Linked DNA regions of Macaca mulatta: region 1 is linked to region 2. The links are chromatin contacts, called in public Hi-C maps. All regions are on one chromosome and are shown on one strand. The core of a region is the stretch at or near the end of the contact, and the rest is flanking DNA. Distances in the headings are between cores, read along the strand shown. Region 1 holds the start of PLOD1 (procollagen-lysine,2-oxoglutarate 5-dioxygenase 1). Region 2 holds the start of MFN2 (mitofusin 2).

What was found. A called contact is a pair of places that touch in the nucleus more often than the background predicts.
Region 1: a contact with region 2 is called in a Hi-C map of blood, with 2.3 times the contacts expected there. The contact joins the promoter of PLOD1 here to the promoter of MFN2 in region 2. A contact is called at or near these places in 4 of 14 Hi-C or Micro-C datasets (blood, cortical neurons, fetal cortex germinal zone and 1 more).

What each region holds. Positions count from the first base shown.
Region 1 is chr1:228,791,555-228,795,047 of T2T-MMU8v2.0, reverse strand. PLOD1 (procollagen-lysine,2-oxoglutarate 5-dioxygenase 1) reads left to right here and starts at 1,770. Exons shown (of 19, transcript XR_013407672.1): 1 at 1,770-1,902.
Region 2 is chr1:228,743,945-228,747,445 of T2T-MMU8v2.0, reverse strand. MFN2 (mitofusin 2) reads left to right here and starts at 1,724. Exons shown (of 20, transcript XR_013407719.1): 1 at 1,724-1,773; 2 at 3,255-3,395. The region is part of intron 17 of PLOD1 (procollagen-lysine,2-oxoglutarate 5-dioxygenase 1); the gene reads left to right.

The sequences.
Region 1 (3,493 bases), core at 521-3,020, 48 kb before region 2:
GTCCCTGTCTGAGGTTTTTTTTTTTTTAGACAGAGTCTTGCTCTATCGCCCAGGCTGGAGTGCAGTGGTGCAATCTTGGCTCACTGCAAACTCTGCCTCCTGGGTTCAAGCGATTCTACTGCCTCAGCCTCCTGAGTATCTGGGATTACAGGCACGCACCACCAGTCTGGCTAATTTTTGTATTTTAGTAAAGACAGGGTTTCAACCATGTTGGTCAAACAGGTCTTGAACTCCTGACCTTGTGATCCACTCGCTTTGGCCTCCCAAAGTGCTGGGATTACAGGCGTGAGCCACCGTGCCTGGCCTCTGTCTGAGGTTTCTTCCAAGGAAGGAAGGATTTTTGTTCAGAGGTGGCGGCCCCTGTCTGACATCTGGTCCAGAAGCCCTTACTCTAGAGACTATTGAGTTGTTTGTTGGGCTTTGGGCATCTGTGAAGAGGCCCTAAAAACTTTCACTGATTCGTTTATTCATTTAACAATTAATCTCTGTAGGGTGTGGTGGCTCAGCCTGTAACCCAGCACTTTGGGAGGCAGGAAGATCCCTTGAGTCCAGGAGTTCGAGACCAGCCTGGGTAACATAGGGAGACCCTTGTCTCTACAAAAAGTAGAATAATTGGCCAGGTGCAGTGGTTTATGCCTGTAATCCCAGCACTTTGGGAGGTCAAGGCAGGCAGATCACCTGAGGTCGGGAGTTCAAGACCAGTCTGATCAACATAGAGAAACCCCGCCTCTACTAAAAATACAAAATTAGCTGGGCATGGTGGCTCATGCCTGTAATCCCAGCTACTCGGGAGGCTGAAGCAGGAGAATCGCTTGAACCCGGGAGGCAAAGGTTGCAGTGAGCGGAGATCTCGCCATTGCACTCCAGCCTGGGCTAACAAGAGTGAAACTCCGTCTCAAAAAAAAAAAAAAAAAAAAAAAAAGTAGAAAAATTAGCCAGGGATGGTGGCTCAGGCCTGTGATCCCATCTACTCGGGAGGCTGAGATGGGAAGATCACTTGAGCCCGGGAGGTTGAGGCTGCAGTGAGTGGTGATCATGCCACTGCACTCCAGCCTGCGCAACTGAACGCAACTTTGCCTGAAAAAAATGGAACAAAACAAAACAACAACAAAAAAACCTCAGAAGCGAGACTTTCCTTGGCTCAGAGGTTTGCCTCCCAGGGACACAAAGGTAGATCAAGTGATAGCCTTTTGGTGAGAATGGAGACGGGCTTCCTGCATTTCCAGTGCCTGGGTGGGCCACGTAGGAGTGTCTGTGTCTCTGAACGCATCCCTGCCCACCCTCACCTCTTGGGTTTGGGGAAGGTCTAATGAAATCATGAAAACTGACTTCCTTGGAGCTTGACCTGGGGTTGCTCTAAGTGCGCTACAGGTATCGCCATTAACCCGTGCAGGACCCAATGAACAGACGCTATCATAAGCCCCACTTTTCAGGCGAGCAAACAGGGGCTCACGGTTATCGATGCCATGGAGCGTCGGCCCAGAACCTGGGGTCTAGAAATCGTGGCCTCGCCCTCCTCTCACCGCCCTCTTCCTAGTCGGAGTGAACCCCCCAGAGAAGGGAAGGAGGAGGCAGGGCCTGGCAGAAGTCCCGGGAGCTGCACAGACAGGCGGTGGGAGCTGCCCCGACAGGGAGAGGCCAGGGCTTGGGCACATCTGCAGAAAAACCCTCCCCCCGGGGAAGGCGGTGGGGAGGGCGTGGAGGGGCGGGGCGTTGCCGCCCCCGGGGCGGGCCCAGTGCGTGGCAGCGGGACCTGCGGCCCCGTCGCAAAGTTTCCAGCCCTGCGAGCGCCGCCGGGGTCGGCCGATCATCCTCATACCTCGGCCATGCGGCCCCTGCTGCTCCTGGCCCCGCTGGGCTGGCTGCTGCTGGCTGAAGCGAAGGGCGACGCCAAGCCGGAGGGTGAGGGAGCGAAGGCCGGGGGCGGGAGCGCGGATCCGGGCGGGAGGTCTGGTCCCGGGCTGCCTCCCTGGGAACGACCTGAATGGGAGGCCTGGGCTGGAGAGGGAGTCTGGGTTCCGGTTCCTCGTCCACTTACTCCCTGGTGACTTGAACAAATCACTTCCCCTCTTGGGGCTGCGGTTCCTCCTTCGGGAAAGAAAGGGTGACAGCTGAGTTCCATTCAGCACAGAAAGGCTCAAATAATAATAGTTCTCATAATAATAACCGGCAATGGCTATTCTGCGGAGTGCTCACTATGGGCAAGGCATCAGTTAGGCATGATTGCTACCCTGGTAAGTGTTTCCTTCTATTATCCCCGTTTTCCAGCTGGGCAAACTGAGGCTCCAGAGTTCATTCACTTGCCCAAGATCATACAACTTGTGGGCCTTGGAACCAGGATTTACCCCACCCACCCAGGTGTCTGGTTCCAGAGCCAGGAGGCCTCATGACCATGGGAGTGAGGGGTCTTGAGGGGGACAGGGGAGGGATGGGGGTAGAAGGTGTGGCTCACTTTGTGGAGCAGTTTGTGCTTTCACCCATGTCCCCTGTGGTCTGCTGAGCCCCTGCCAGGGTGGTCTTCCTCTCTGCAGTTTATTTTTTTATTTTATTTAATTAATTTATTTATTTTTGAGACGGAGTCTTGCTCTGTCGCCCAGGCTGGAATGCAGTGTGTGATCTCGCCTTACTGCAACCTCTGCCTCCCAGGTAGAGGCGATTTTTTTTTTTTTTTTTTGAGATGGAGTCTTGCTCTGTCGCCCAGGCTGGAGTGCAGTGGTGCAATCTCAGCTCACTGCAACCTCTACCTCTCGGGTTCAAGTGTTTCCCCTGCCTCAGCCTCCCAAGTAGCTGGGATTACAGGCACACGCCACCATGCCTAGCTAATTTTTGTATTTTTAGTTGAAATGGAGTTTCACCATGCTGGCCAGGCTGATCTTGAACTTCTGACCTCGTGATCCGCCTGCCTTGGCCTCCCAAAGTCTTTGGATTACAGGCGTGAGCCATCACACCCAGCCGGTTCAAGCAATTCCTGTACCTCAGCCTCCCAGGTAGCTGGGATCACAGACATGTGCCACCATGCCGGCTAATTTTTGTATTTTTAGTAGAGATGGGGTTTCACCATGTTGACCAGGCTGGTCTTGAACTCTTGACCTCAGGTGATCTGCCCACCTTGGTCTCCCAAAGTGCTGGGATTACAGGTGTGAGTCACCGCGCCTGGCCCTCTCTGCAGTTTATACTTGAGGAAACTGAGGCCCAGACAGATGAAGTGACTGTCCAGGGTGGTCCAGACAGAGGTGGCTGGTCCGAGGTCAGCTGGGCACCAGTCTAGCACTCCTTCTACTTCCTCAAGGCCGATTGGATTGCAGTGTGTGTCCCACTGTCCTGAGTGGGTGCTTCCCTCCTCCCCAGCCCTCCCTGGCATGGGCCCTCTGCAGGGCTGTCCCGAGAAGGGCATAGACTGCAGACAGTCCCAGCAAAGCCAAGCAGAACTGACGGTAGCTTCCGTGGCGTTCTCCTCCTTCAGCCTACCCTCTTGGAGAACCTGAAACTGTAC
Region 2 (3,501 bases), core at 475-2,974:
TGGGGGTAGGGTCACAATCAGATTAACAGCATCTCAAATACAGAACAAAATGGAATCTCTTATGTCTACTTCTTTCTATATAGACACAGTAACAGGCTGATCTCTCTTTTCCCCACAATTTTACATTTTCTAGTAGCCACATTTTTAAAAGTAAAAAGAAACAGGTGCAATTAATCTTAGTAATGTATTTAACCCAAATGATCCAAAATATTATCACTTCAACATGTAATCAGCATATAAATATTAATGAGCTAATAGCCCTGCACTGTGGCAGGTACCTGTAACCCAGCATTTTGGGAAGCTGAGGCAGGAGATTGCTTGACTCCAGGAGTCCAGGAGTCCAGGAGACCAGCCTGGGTAACAAAGTGAAATGCTTACCCATGTCTACCAAAAATAAATATTAGGCATGGCTGCAGCATCTGTGCTCCCAGCTACTCAGGAGGCTGAGTGAGGTGGGAGGATTACTTGAGCCCAGGAGTTCGAGGCTGCAGTGAGCCGTGATTGCACCACTGCACTACAGCCTGAGTGACAGAGTGAGACTCTGGCTCAAAAATATACATTTTTTCTTTTTTTGAGACGGAGTCTCTGTTGCCCAGGCTGGAGTGCAGTGGCACGATCTCGGCTCACTGCAACCTCTGCCCCCGTGTTCAAGCCATTCTGCTTCTTCCTCCTGAGTGCACCATCACACCTGGCTAATTTTTGTATTTTTAGTACAGACGGGGTTTCACCGTGTTGGCCAGGCTGGTCTTGAACTCCCGACCTCAAGAGATCCACCTGCCTCGCCCTCCCAAAATTCTGGAATTATAGGCATGAGCCACCGCGTGCAGTCGATATTTTTTTTCCTAAAAAGTGAGATAGTTTAACAGTCTTTTTTGTCCTAAGTCTTTTAGCGCATCTCCGTTTGCACTGGCTCAGGACTTGAGAGCCACATGTGGCTAGTGGCTACTGTTCTGGCGCGCTCAGGCTTGGAGCCTTCCCTGCGGAGGCCAAGTCCTGCAGGGGACCTGTTTGCTGCGGTTTCCTAGTGTCTGGCACATCACTGGGGCCCAGTGATCTGGGTAACCATGTGAGCTTGGGTACCCTCCCCTCTCCGTCTCTTGGGACTGCTGTGGAGATTAAACACAGCGGCGGATGTTAGAGACGCAGTTCAGTCACTAGCATTGATTCGCCCTTGTTGCTGCTGTTCTTTGCTCAAAGGCGACTGAAGGGCAGGCAGCACGTCCAGGCTCGCTTCTGTCTGCCCGATGAGTCACTTCACCCTAGGCCTGGCCCTCCAGAGAGCACTCCTCTAAGATTACAGAATGCAAATCTGGATTCCAGAGCTGGCAGAGGCCCCAGGGTCAGGCTCTAGGACAACCCGCGAAAGAGCGGGAACCTCTACTCCATGCCCTTGGTTTTTCAAAGCCCCTTGACAGCTTGAGGCTCCGCCCCACTCTGCCCCGCCCCCCAGCTCCCGCCGACGCCCACCGGAACTACAGCCCCCACAATGCAGCGGGAGTCCGAGCCGCTGCGTCATCGGCTTGGGACGCGCCGGCGGAGGCGTCGCGCGCTGAGGCGCCGCTCGAAGTGTCCAGTCGCGGGGCCGCAGAGGCGTAAGGAGTAGGCGGGGCGAGCCAGCTGGGCTCAGGGTCCACCAGCTCATCCGGGTCGAGGGGCAATCCTGAGGCGACTGGTGACGCGCGCGTCCCTTTCCCTCCTCTCGGCTCCCCCCGCGGTGGCGCTTGTTGGTGACGTAGTGAGTGTGATGGCCACCGCGAGGCCGGGAAGGTGAAGGTGAGAGGGCGAGCAAGCCGGGGTGGCGGGGACTGGCCCGGCCCGGCCGGGCAAGTCCTGAGCAGCTCGGCGTAGGCCGACGGGATTCTGGGGCCACGGGGGTCTGAGATGCAGTCAAGCGAGGATCCCCACTCTCAGGCCTCGCCGCAGGCCCTGAGAGGAGGGGGCGGGCCACGGGACCTGGGACTGGGAGGTGGGCTGTCCTGTAGCTTCTCATTGTCCCCGCCTTTCCACCCTTCACGGCAACGTTCTACCCCTGCCGCTTTTCTGTTTTTCATCCAGTCTTCATTTTGCCAGCATTTACTCAGCACCTGATAGGTGTCCACGTTCACCGCGGGAGCGCCCTGCCCTCCCCACTTTGAACACTTACTACCCTCTCGTTCAACCCTGTTTACTTGTATGACTTCTCACCGGACTCTAAGGCCCTGGAGGGCAGGACTATTTCTTATCCATTCCTAACGTGGCGCCTGACACACATACAGAAGGCACACAGAAAATGTTGAATAAATAGCTGTTTAGACGCACGAAGGCAGAACTGCCCGTTACCCCCTCTCGTACTCCTTCATTGCCCTCTTTCTTTAAATTCTCAATCATCTCTCTCTCTTCTACCCAGAAAAAGGCTCTGGTTATCCGCCTCTGGTGTCCCAAGGTTTAGGGCTTGGGGGAGGAAGGCAGCTCAATGTAGTTAAACAAGGAAGGAGGCCGGTCGCAGTGGATCACACCTGTAATCCCAGCACTTTGGAAGGCGGAGGCGGGTGGATCACCTGAGGTCAGGAGTTCGAGACCAGCCTGGTCAACATGGTGAAACCCCGTCTGTGCCAAAAACAAAAATTAGCCAGGCTTGCTGGCACACGCCTGTAATCCCAGTTACTCAGGAGGCTGAGGCAGGAGAATCGCTTGAACCCGGGAAGCGGAGGTTGAGCTGAGATCGCACCACTGCACTCCAGGAGCTTTGGAGTCAAAGGGAGCTAATATTTCAAATCCCAGCTTAGACAATCGACTAACAGTCTATAAATCTTCAAGTATTCCAGCCCTCTGTTTGCCCCATAGAATTGATAATTAAGTGAGATACTTCACAGTAGCTGAATACATTGGCTTTCAGTCAGTTCTTCTGTTGCTCAGTAATCAGCTGTTCCACAATCCTCAAGCCCAGTTTTTTTCCTGGTTTTGCTCTGTCCTCCTCTCCCCTCTCTAGATGTACCTTTCTCAGGGCTCCTGCAGGGACCTCCCTGGTGCCTCAAACCCGCACATGGCAGAACACATGTTTGTGCATAGCCAGGATTGGTCCCACACCTCTGCGTTTTTTTCCCCAGGGCACTTCCTCACATGCCGGTGCAACTCCACAATACCTCAATGAGTAAGCTTCCCTCAGGGATGAGTTTGTTTGGCTTGAAACCTGATTAGACATGTTTTGTACACCAGTGTTTTTTTTGGGGGGGAGGACACCTGATCTATCTCCCTTTTCTTTTCTAATAAGTCAGGACTGGTGGAGTCAACACAGTCAATCAATAACCAACCTCAACCTGAGACAAGACAGAAGAGAACTCAGAATCTTTTTGTCTTTTGAACTCCAGCCATGTCCATGATGCCTACCTTGTGAAGATCTCTCACCATCCAAAAAAGTGAGTAGTAGCTGTTACTTCTGGCACCCTGGATTTGAGTTGAGTGGACAGGGGCATGCTCTCCTGGACCTCTGGTGGCAAGTCTCTTGGATGGCATCCTCTTTGT